2 separate regions of the Sus scrofa genome follow, and region 1 is linked to region 2. A link is a contact called in public Hi-C data. All regions are on one chromosome and are shown on one strand. The core of a region is the stretch at or near the end of the contact, and the rest is flanking DNA. Distances in the headings are between cores, read along the strand shown. Region 1 has its middle 69 kb from the start of PPP2R3A. Region 2 has its middle 130 kb from the start of PPP2R3A.

Evidence for each region. A called contact is a pair of places that touch in the nucleus more often than the background predicts.
Region 1: a contact with region 2 is called in a Hi-C map of skeletal muscle, with 7 times the contacts expected there. The contact joins two enhancer-like sites. A contact is called at or near these places in 8 of 47 Hi-C or Micro-C datasets (embryonic fibroblasts, epiblast stem cells, fetal skeletal muscle and 2 more) and 1 of 2 datasets of contacts at active chromatin or transcription factors (skeletal muscle).

The regions. Positions count from the first base shown.
Region 1 is chr13:76,873,242-76,878,431 of Sscrofa11.1, reverse strand. No RefSeq gene overlaps it. Among named protein-coding and RNA genes, the nearest start is that of PPP2R3A, 69 kb to the left of the region's middle. Within about 2 kb of position 2,656, at least 4 of the 83 cell types and tissues checked have an H3K27ac peak or open chromatin away from gene starts, as enhancers often do. A contact at or near this core is called in skeletal muscle, where this site is marked.
Region 2 is chr13:76,808,290-76,814,014 of Sscrofa11.1, reverse strand. No RefSeq gene overlaps it. Among named protein-coding and RNA genes, the nearest start is that of PPP2R3A, 130 kb to the left of the region's middle. Within about 2 kb of position 4,019, at least 2 of the 83 cell types and tissues checked have an H3K27ac peak or open chromatin away from gene starts, as enhancers often do. A contact at or near this core is called in skeletal muscle, where this site is marked.

The sequences.
Region 1 (5,190 bases), core at 1,407-3,906, 66 kb before region 2:
AATTTATGTAAATATTTTGGTACAAAACTTGAAACACGATAAGCATGAAGTAAGTGGTAACCAGTGTTAGTAGCTATTATTGTCATGCCTAAATTACAATGCCTGGTATTGAAATTCTTGGGCAATCTGCCTCCAGCTTGCCTACTTTTCTTGTTTCCTACATTCATCCATTCATTCATTCCTGCTGTATACGTTTATCATGAAGTTGCACCAGGTTCCAGCCAGGTCTTCGTTCATTTCCTCTTAATCTCACTGCATTCTTATTATGGCCTCTGGATGAAATACCCCTTCCCATGCTTTTGTTTCATCTCCTGAGGCTCAGTGTCAGTTCCCTTTCCTCCCTGAAGCACTTTACAGCTATTTCTGTTCACTTTTGGCTCTACTGTTTTGTGAATTACTACTGTAATTACTGTTTGTGTCATAGAGTTTAGTGCTGGATTATACAGAGAAGAAATTTCTGTGATGATGGACATATTATATAATGTCCAAAAAGTAGCCACTAACTATATTTAGCTATTGAGCCTTTCTTTCTCTCTTTCTTTCTTTCCTTCTTTCTTTCTTTCTTTCTTTCTTTCTTTCTTTCTTCCTTTCTTTCTTTCTTTTTCTTTCTTTCTCCCTTTCTCCCTTTTTCCCTTCCTTCCTTCCTTATTTTCTTTAGCCACACTTGTGGCATATGGAAATTCCCAGGCTACAGGTTGAATCAGAGCTGCACCACAGCCATAGCAATGCCAGATCCAACCTGCATCCTCATGGATACTGGTTGGGTTTTTAACCCACTGAGCCACAACAGGAACTCTGATACTGACCATTGTAATTTTAATTTATTATTATTATTTTTTAATAGTTATTTTCCCAATACAATTTTTTTTCTACTGTACAGCATGGTGACCCAGTTACACACACATGTGCACACCCTATTTGCGCACATTATCATGCTCCATCATAGGTGACTAGACATAGTTCCCAGTGCTACACAGCAGGATCTCATTGCTAATCCATTCCAAAGGCAAGAGTTTGTATCTGTTAACCCCAAGCTCCCCAACCACCCCACTCCCTCCCCCTTGGCAACCACAAGTGTATTCTGCAAGTCCATGGCTTTCTTTTCTGTGGAAAGGTTCATTTGTGCCTTATATTAGATTCCAGATATAAGTGATATCATATGGCATTTGTCTTTCTCTTTCTGACTTACTTCACTCAGTGATACTGACCATTTTAAATGCAGCTCCTGTGATTGAAAAAGTTAATTTTTGATTTTATTTCATTTTAATGATTACAGTTTACATTGGAATGTCACCATGGCCCATGGTGTTGTCAGCCATCCACTCTGACAAAAGCTCTTGTAAGAGGTAATACTGCATGTGTTCCTGCTGGCCTCCTGGGGCCAAACCTATCTTCTCTTTCCCTGGTGTCCCCTTTGCCCATAGGAGGAGACTTAGGGGAAAAGGGAAGACATAGGATAGTGGGGCAGTGCTCAGTCAGAGGAGGCTGAAGCCTGGGGTGAATGAGACCCAGGCCTATGCCTCCCATCTGTTTGTGGATAATTTTGTTGAATCGGCTGTATCGTTTAGTAGGGTTTGCAGGAGCCAAGCCCTGGTGACCCACAGGCCTTACAGCCTTACATGTGTGGGGGCCATTGAATCCCCCATGTGTGGCTGATCTGTGGACCTGACCCTTGCAGGGATCCCTGGAGTCAGTGTGATAGCATCCCATTTGACCTGGACCAAGCCTCTGCTCGACCATTCCTTCCAGACTTAAGCCTTCTCAGAGAATCTTCACCCTGTCCCTCAGTTCTGGATCCTGATTTCAGACTCTTCAGAGCTGCCTCAGTCTCCACCCTTTCTATCTGAAGTCTAGTCTTCTGTATTTCCCACTAGTTCATGGACTTTTAGAGATCACTGACTTCTCTTAAAAGCTGATGAAGGCTGTGGACACTCATAGGAAAAGGCAGATGGCCACATTCCTGTGTAATTTTGCATACTGTTTTGTGTAGTCACAGTTCCTTTGAAGTCCAGCATTAAGTTCTCTGTGTTTTTTTTTTTAATTTTTATTTTATATTGGAGTATAGTTGATTGACAATGTTGGGCCGGTTTTAGACGTACAGTAAAGCAATGCAGTTATAAATAAACATATATTCATTCTTTTATCAGATTCTTTTCCCTTATATTATTACAGAATATTGAATAGAGTTCCCTGTGTTATACTGTAGTCCTTGTTGATTATCTATTTTATAGATAGTGGTGTGCATATAAACTAAACTTTCTTTAATCTGACCTGAGAGGTCCTGTATGCTATTCCTTCCTCTCTCAGCACCAGCTCAGCTCTAACTAATCCTGTACTTGTTGGGCAATGTTTTGATGACTGGTTGAGGGCTCTAGTTTCCTACATAACTGGAACAGTCACTCTAAATAGCTATGAGGAGTATTTCAGCTGCTATAAATATCTATCCTCCTTGGCATTATGGCTTATAAATCTTTCCCCCACCTTGCCAAAGAGTTTTTAGAACACAGTGATATCAAGGTGAAATCATAAAATTAATAAAACAGCAGTACTGAGCTCCACACTCTGGGCTGAGGCTGTCCTTGCCACACCCACCCTCATCATCTCCAGTTAATTAGAGGTTTCCAGCCCTGGATCTGTCATGTAATATCGTTCATGTCCTCAGTTGAACTTTGAATTGGCACTTCTCTTACTCAGCTGGGCTTTCTTCTGATCTCACCTGATCCTCTATCCCACAGACCACAAAAGTTTAGAGTTAGAGGACATATTGTTATCTACCAGGGTTCTTGGCTTTCTTAATCAATAGAAATTGACAAAAGGCCAGACAACAAATTCAGGCAAGGCTTTACTGGGGGCTCCTGCTGCAGCAGGAGGGAGCAAAAACAAGTAATAGTTTCCCTTGCTCCCCCGGCAGGGGTTAGGGGGTGGGGGTGGGGGTGGGGTGGGGAGCTGGTTCCTTACATGGGGCGAGGGTAGGGGTCCATAGGGGTTGAGAAGGATGGGTGGCTTGGGTGGTCCGCTAACCCCTTTGGTGGTGCTGTGTGCAAGTGCATGTACAGTACCCTGCTTTTGCTCCCAGCTTCTCAGAAGTGACATTTGGGTTTTTGTTTCTTTTGGTATCTTATTGTTCACAATTTGCTCCAACTGCCCATGCACACAGTTATTGTTAGTCCCTTACAGCTTCTTTGTATTTTGTTGCTGGAGGAGATGTTTGTCCAGGTGCAAGTGCTGCAGCAAAGGGTACCAGGTCCCAAGTCCCAGCCTATCTCAATGTCGAGAATATTTCTTGCTGAGGCCCAGGGAGGGAGGGGTCTAGTCCAAGGTTCCACAGCTGATGGTGACAAAACAGAGCTAGAACCCAGCTGACTTCTATACCAGTTCAATCTCTCAAATTGCATATGCTTTATGGGTGACATATCCTTGAGTTTTGGCTAAAATGACTTAGGAAGTAGGGCCTGTATCATGTGTAGAGACACCTAATTGCATGCCTCAGACATGTTCTCACAAATCTGATAAAAAAGTAAATTTCAATAAATTATATATTCTATCATGTCTTTCAAAGATTAGCAATATATTCCTTCCGTAAAAGCATTCAGCCTTGGGTGTACACATGGATGTAACAGAAAAAGCTATGTGCTTAGAGGGAAAATAATTTTTCTGATGAAATATTAAAATAATGTTCAGAATAAACCAACAAATATTCAAGTGTGAGACAACAATCTTTTTGTCTGGAGGAAGATATAGCCTGTCTATTTCTTTAAATTTAATATTCATTTTTCTCTATCCACAGGTAAATACTCCTTTTGAGAAGCTTTCTTCTTTCTGAAGAGTTTATCTTGCATGATTACTTTTAATTGTTTGTTTAACAGCCCGGATTAGTTTGCTGCAATGTTTGCTTAGTATCTTGCGTAAATTCTTTATCATTAAAAGTCAGTTTTCCTGATGGCATTATTAAGATTTATTATTTCTATAAGTATGACTTTCTCTGTAGTGGCGTTTCTGTAAGTGAATAGACAAAGAAAGGAGCAGTTATTTTGGTTTTTACTAGCCATGGAATAGTCTACTTTACAATTTAATTAAAAAAACTCTAGGAGGTTATATAAAGTTAACATAAAGTTTCAGATTCTTCATTTAGAAAGAAAGTCTGAGGTCAGTTTTCCTTCCTCAGCTGCTGGCCATGCTTATCTTTCCTGGGATCAACATGATCATAGTAAGTACCTTAGCCGGGTCCACCAGCCAGTCCATTTTGTACTAAAGATGATTCCAGGAGGAAGGAAGAGCTTAAACAAATGAGCTGCAGACAATTCTCAAAGTTTATATTAATTAATCATTTCAGCCTGCTCCCCCACTAAACCTTTAACTACAGCAGCTAATAGGAAGCAAATGAATGGGTCTGAATTTCATCTCTTTTTGTTTTCCCTGCTCACTCTCTGGAAAAGGGGCTAATGAGCAGTGAAATGGCCAGGCGTGAGCCACAGGGGAGAGGACGCGCTGCCTGGGGAGCCCACGGGCTGTGTAATCGGTTCTTAAATTATCACAAGGTGGCCCACAGTTTTGGGAAGGCGTCTGTAATAGCCAGCATCCAGTGCTGAGGGGTGTGAGAAGAAAAGATGGTATTCCAATTGGCACGATGTCCACTCTGTCCACTGGATGGAAGCTGTACCCTCAACGAAGCCTCCTTAGAGAAAAAAATAATAAAAGGCAAAAATATTGCTTTGCAAAGTGTAACAAACTTGATAGTGTTAACGGTACAGATGATGACACTGTTTAACCTAATAGCAAGCTGTTGCCTCAACATCTTTCAGAGGGTAATTAAAAGGCTCCTAGATGCACCGAAACCAATTATATTAAAATTTTATTTGTAGGGAGTGCTCAAGACTTAAGACAAAAAAAAAAAATCAGAATTCATAACGCACCTGAGGATGTCTTCCTGTCACAGGCAACAGGGATGCTGCTGAGGAGATCCCAATTAAAGACCAGGGCTTGGTTACGAAGGCGGAGACCTCAAGTCAGCTTTCCTCTGACCCGGCCCAGTGCAACTTTAATGAGGGAAGGAAATCTGCTATGGTATTAAGTAGAAATTGTAAGAAAGAACTGGTTATTTCTTTGGGAAAAAAGACCAAAGAAGTGATGCGGGCTTGCCTGAAGAAGTTGCAGTAGCCGCAGGGCTAGGAAAAATCAATGTTGAGAGGG
Region 2 (5,725 bases), core at 2,770-5,269:
GCAATGCAGGATCCAAGCCACATCTGCAACCTACACTACACCTAACAGCGATGCCAGATCCTTAACCCACTGAGCAGGGCCAGGGATAGAACCCTCAACCTCATGGATACTAGTTGAGCCACAATGAGAAATCCCAGATTCTCCTTTTTAATGGGAGAAATGTCAAAGATTTGAGGTCATTTTTGACATCTTCCAAGAAGAAAATTTTACATGTAAGCACTGTCCACATGCTATTAGTGACATCACCATCAATTGCACTCAAGTTTTCAAGGGATCTGTGTTCCAAAATGTGTTTAAGGATTGTGCTGGACATACTTGATGGCTGCTAAGGGCCTTGTGTTAGATTGATGCATATGTGGATATGGGCAGCCATGAGAAGGCTGGGAGTGTATTAGTCAATTAGCCAACAGTCAAGATTAGTCCAGAGTCTGGGGACTTCCCTGGTGGTGCAGTGGGTTAAGGATCTGGTGTTTGGCTGCTGTGACTCCAGTTACTGCCGTGTCGTGGGTTTGTTTCCTGGCCTGGGAACTTCTGCATGCCAAAAGTGCAGCCAAAAAAAAAAAAAAAAAAAAAAAAAAGCAATCCAGAGTCTAGGATTGGCTGGTTCAGAGAAAGCCCAGTGAGGGGGATGAGGCAGTGTGGATCAGGGATCTTCTGTTGTCCTTTCCAGAATATTTATGGACGGGTTGAAGAAGAGATTTTGGCATGTCTGCTTGGAAACAATTCTCTGACAATTATGATGCCACCTTCCCCAAAGACCCCTGGTTTACAAGGTGTTTTATTTTGCATCTGTCACCTCAGTTGATTCTTGTAAAAGGCAAGACAGGTGTTAGCACCCCGGTTTCACAGAGAATGAATCTGAAGCACAGAGAGGTTAAGTGACTAAATGGACAGACTCACATTTGAGCCAGGAATTTCTGGCTCCTTTTTTTTTTTTTTTGTCTTTTTGTTTTTCTTAGGGCTATACTCATGGTGTGGAGGTTCCCAGGCTAGGGGTCCAGTCAGAGCTGTAGCCGCCAGCCTATACCACAGCCACAGCAACGAGGGATCTGAGCCACGTCTGTGACCTACACCACAGCTCAGGCAACACTGGATCCTTAACCCACTGAGCGAGGCCAGGGATGGAACCCGAGTCCTATGGATGCTAGTCAGGTTCGCTAACTACTGAGACATGATGGGAACTCCCCAGCTCCTCTTGAAATCCTTCAGCAGGTTCTTTTGTGAAGATCTCATGGCCACTCTCTTCACTATGGCATTCTTGAGGCTGTCAGTAGGGTGACCTGACATGTTTGGTTGGACTGTGTTGGTAGTTTTGTGGTCCAGAGGGCCTGGGACAGGGAGACTGGAGCTTGGATTGAGCCACTTTTGTGTACACAGGAACACTGTCCTATCCAATCAGCTTGCAAGTTTAGGCTGAATTTGGATCATGACAGTGACACCTCCTTGGGCCGGAATGTTAGGGCCATTAAGGACATACAGCACAGCTCCAAATGCCACAGCTAGGCTCCTCTCCTCCAAAGGTAGGGGGGTGGTGAAAATAACCAACAAAACAAAACTTTATTTCACATTTCAAAGTGCTGTTGGGGGAAGAAGCCTGATCTGCTTCTTGGAAGTGAATCTGGGCAGGAGCCAACTCTTAAAGACCAGGATGTGTCTTTTTGTTAGAAAGGGCAAGAGGATATTTGAGTGACAGACTTCAGCGTCTTCAGCCAGCAGAAATGGTCACTGCTAACTGAGTACCCATCCCCCAAGCCTGCAACACTTTGCTGACAACCGATACTATGATCTCTTCATGTGGCAGGAGACAGTTGAAGGTGAGAACCACAACTTGTAAGAGTTAGAGACCTCCTGGTTAACTCCCATGATCTACAACATGAAGGCCAAGCTCTGAGAGGAGAGACTTGTCTCAAGTCACTCAGTGCATAAGTAGCAGCAATTGCATTAGAACCCAAATTTCCTCCTGCCCAGTTTGGGCGGGTGCCATCATGCCACCTTGCATCTCCCTGGAACATGGAACCCAGGATGGAAATCAGACTTAGGCATTTTCTCATTTGTAATGTGACACATTTTCAGTTTTGAACCTCCTTTCAATCCCATTCCTCTTCCTCTGAGGGGAGAATGATCTGTTAGTTAAAATAGGATACCTTACAATTGGCTTGGGGTCCTTGGAGAAACACCCAAACCATTTTTCCCACCATTTAGCTAAAATGACTTCTTTTGCAAGGTCCCGATATCCCCAGTTAGAATGCAAAGTGATAAGCTATTGTTTGTCCATATATATTTCCAATGACGTTTTCTTGATGAGTCTGAATCACCAAGCCAGTTTTCTAATAGGGAAAGAGAACAGCTAAGTCTGATGGCTGGAAGTGGATTGTGAAATTTGTGAGCAATGAACACTGCCTGAAAAAGACTCGCTTATCTGGGGGTTTTATGGGCCATCAGGGATAAATGCACCATAAGCCTAAAGTGAAGGGAAAGAGGCAGGGACTCACCAAAGAATGGGCATGGCAGGGAATAGCCTAGTTCAAAATTGTGCTGGGATTCTTGGCTAAATTCATGGGATTTCTCACCAGGCATTATGGCCACTAGGCCTTTAGGTTGACTGTGAGAGAATCGGTTTTTCTTCTGGTCTAATAATATGTCTGCCATGTCTGTGACTTAAGAACCTGGTCTCAAGCAGAGCTACTCTCTGGAAGGACCCTCAGAGGACACCTAGTCAAGTTCCTTCACTGGACAGGTGAGATCCTCAGAGGCTCTGTGACCTGATCCAGCCAGACCATGGGACAATGAGCCTGAGATCCCATTAACTTGACTTTTATTTCCCTCTTTCATAACCCCCCCCCCCACACACACACCAAAGGTGCCACAAACTGCAGTCTGTGGTTTGTGATTGGGACTTGGGGCTCTGGCTTTGGCTTCTAGCAGTCCTGAATTGACAAGGTTGGGGCAAGGTAGCAATGTCTCATATCTTTCCTGGGTCAATGATCAGCTGTGTTCTAAGGTATCTTCACTTGAATGAATACTTTCAGGGTAGGTTCATCACTTGGTAAACGAAGGGAGTGAGTGAGAAAAGGGAAGGAGGAAGGGAAAAGTGGTTTAACTTGGCAAATTTTTGATAAGAGTAAGGATAATTTTTACAGTTCCCTTTCCTAAAGGGAATTTGTGTTTGTTTGTTTGTTTGTTTTTTTTGCTTTTTGGGGCCACACTCCCTGCATATGGAAGTTCCCAGGCTAGTGGTCAAATTGGAGCTATAGCTGCTGGCCTATAGTACAGCCACAGCAATGTGGGATCCAGGTTGTGTCTGCAACCTACACCACAGCTCATGGCAATGCCAGATCTCTGATCCACTGTGGGAAGCTAGGGATCGAACCTGCATCCTCATGGATACTAGTCAGAGTCATTTCTGCTGCGCCACAACAGAAACTCCCCTAGAGTTCTTGATGAGTGGTTTCTCCAGCTCAGAGGAGAGCCCAACCTGTCCACTCATCCTCATGCCCGATCATCTGACACCTTTGATAGAGACCCACAATAGTAGTTCCCATTTACTTAGCACAGAAACTCAAAAACATATTATAAATGTCATGTGCTGTGACAGGCGCTATTATCCTATGAGAACTATCGCAACAAATCATTCAATAATTAATTTACAAATACCAGAAAACCAGAGGGGACTGGATGAAAGCTAGCGTGACTGTGCAGGGGACCAATCACATCAGACCAATTTAATTTCCTCCAATGTCAGAATGACAGGTCTGGAAGATAAGGCAAAAGCAATAGATGTAAAATATCCTGACTTCAGTAAGCCCTTTAGCTCTGTTCCATATGATATCCTCATAAACATGCTATGAAAATATGGTGTAGCCTCTGCTATTGTTATTTAGTCTTTGATTTATCATGGCTCCCTTTCCCTAAAGAGTTTGAGTGGAGCACTCTGCAGAAAAATGTGCCTCCCTGGAGAGCACTGGGAGGGCCTGGCTCAAGACCCAGGCCTGGAATCAGTCTGGTTCAGTAATATGATTACAGAGATAATTCATGGTGACATATGCACTTTAACATTTACGCAGTGCTTAGAGTTGGATCTCAAGTCCAAGTCTTTTGATTCCAAACTCAGATCACTTCCTGCTCTCCCACAACTGCCTTGAAAGGAACTATTCACTCAGCCCTCCCAGAGGAATTCTGGCTTCTTCTAGGACAGTGATGAGGATGTCTTAGTAGCACTGACCATGGAGACTGGGAAAGCTGTTGTCCTGAGTCTAGCCCCCAGCCCTGTGGCCTCCAGGCCCTCTCCATAGAGATCGTCTCTGCGGGATAAAGGAACATTAGCTGGGCCTGCTGGTGAGCCCAAGCAGGTGTGATGCTGGGCATTTGGCCCAGGTGAGGGCAGAGTGACCAGAGTAGAGGAGGCTCTCCATTCTCAGGGTGAAGACAGAAGATTGCACAAATCTCTGAGATGCTCCTCATTTGACAGCTCATTCACTGCCAGCCCACAAGAGGGCAAAAATCCACCATCCTTCTGATGCCTTCTGGTTCAAGAGACCCTCAACAGCTGAAACTGTCGGAATGCTCAGGGGACATAATTCCGAGGAGAAAAAGCAAACTCATCACTCGCTTTGGGGAATTTAGCAAACAACTAGAACAAGTAGAAGAAAATGAGGCAGAAGAGAGCTTGAGTAGAATGGAAGGAAGAAGGCTCCAGGAAAACCAGAGAAAACGTTGATTTTCTAAGGCAACACAGAGCAATTTTAATTAAGAAATTTAAAAAATTGACAGGTGAACTCTAAGATGGACTTGTCACTACTGGAAATTAAATTAGTGTTCTGGATGATTCCATGGGAGAAATGGTTCACAAAGAAAATAAAAACACAAAAATGTGGAGATCAAGAGCAAAAAAGGTAAGAAATACATCCAAGTAACATAATATGAAAACCTCCCCCACCCCCAACCAACCAGGGGTTCTAGAAGGGTCGAGGGAGAAGTAATAATTAGAGATGCCACAGAAGAAATATTTCCTGACTGAAGAAAGATGAGGTTCTGAGTGTGGAAGGGCTCACAAAAGGTTCCAGAATAGTTGCAAACAGACGTACCCTAAAACATGGTCAGGTGGTGTCATTGAGCACTGAAGAAAAAGAAAAAATTTAACAGACTGTTGATGGAAAAAGTGGGTCATTTCCAAAGGAAAAACTTTTAGACTCGTTCACAGAACCAGATGCCAGGAGAATGTGGAACAATATTTACCAACACCAAAAGAAAAGAATTCTTATCTAAGAATTCTCTTACCAGTGAAAGTGATGATTACCTCTCAGTGTATTTTTGGACACACACGGTACCAGTGAGCAGTCCACCCACATTCTACATGCAAGGTGAAAAATGGAAGGGAACTTAGATTATTGTAGCCACTTCTGCCTCCCCGCCCCATCCATTGTATTTATTGTTCCTTTGTGTGTGTTCCTGGTGTGATAAAGTCAGGGAGTGGAGAGAAAGTCAGGAATCCCCTATATGGGTCTTACTATTTTTTCGTACTGTTAAATCCACTATATGGGTTTTACTATTTTTTCATGTGTAGACGTGTTTAACTGAAGAATTAAGTTGGCTGTAATAAACATGACCCCAGCTCTGCATGAGAGGCCGCGGGACACCATTTTGGTCTCAGTGGAATTTCTCAATGGAGAAATGAGAGAGTGCTGTGGGGCTGGAGGTCCTGGAGAAGGTCCCACCTTTGCCAGAC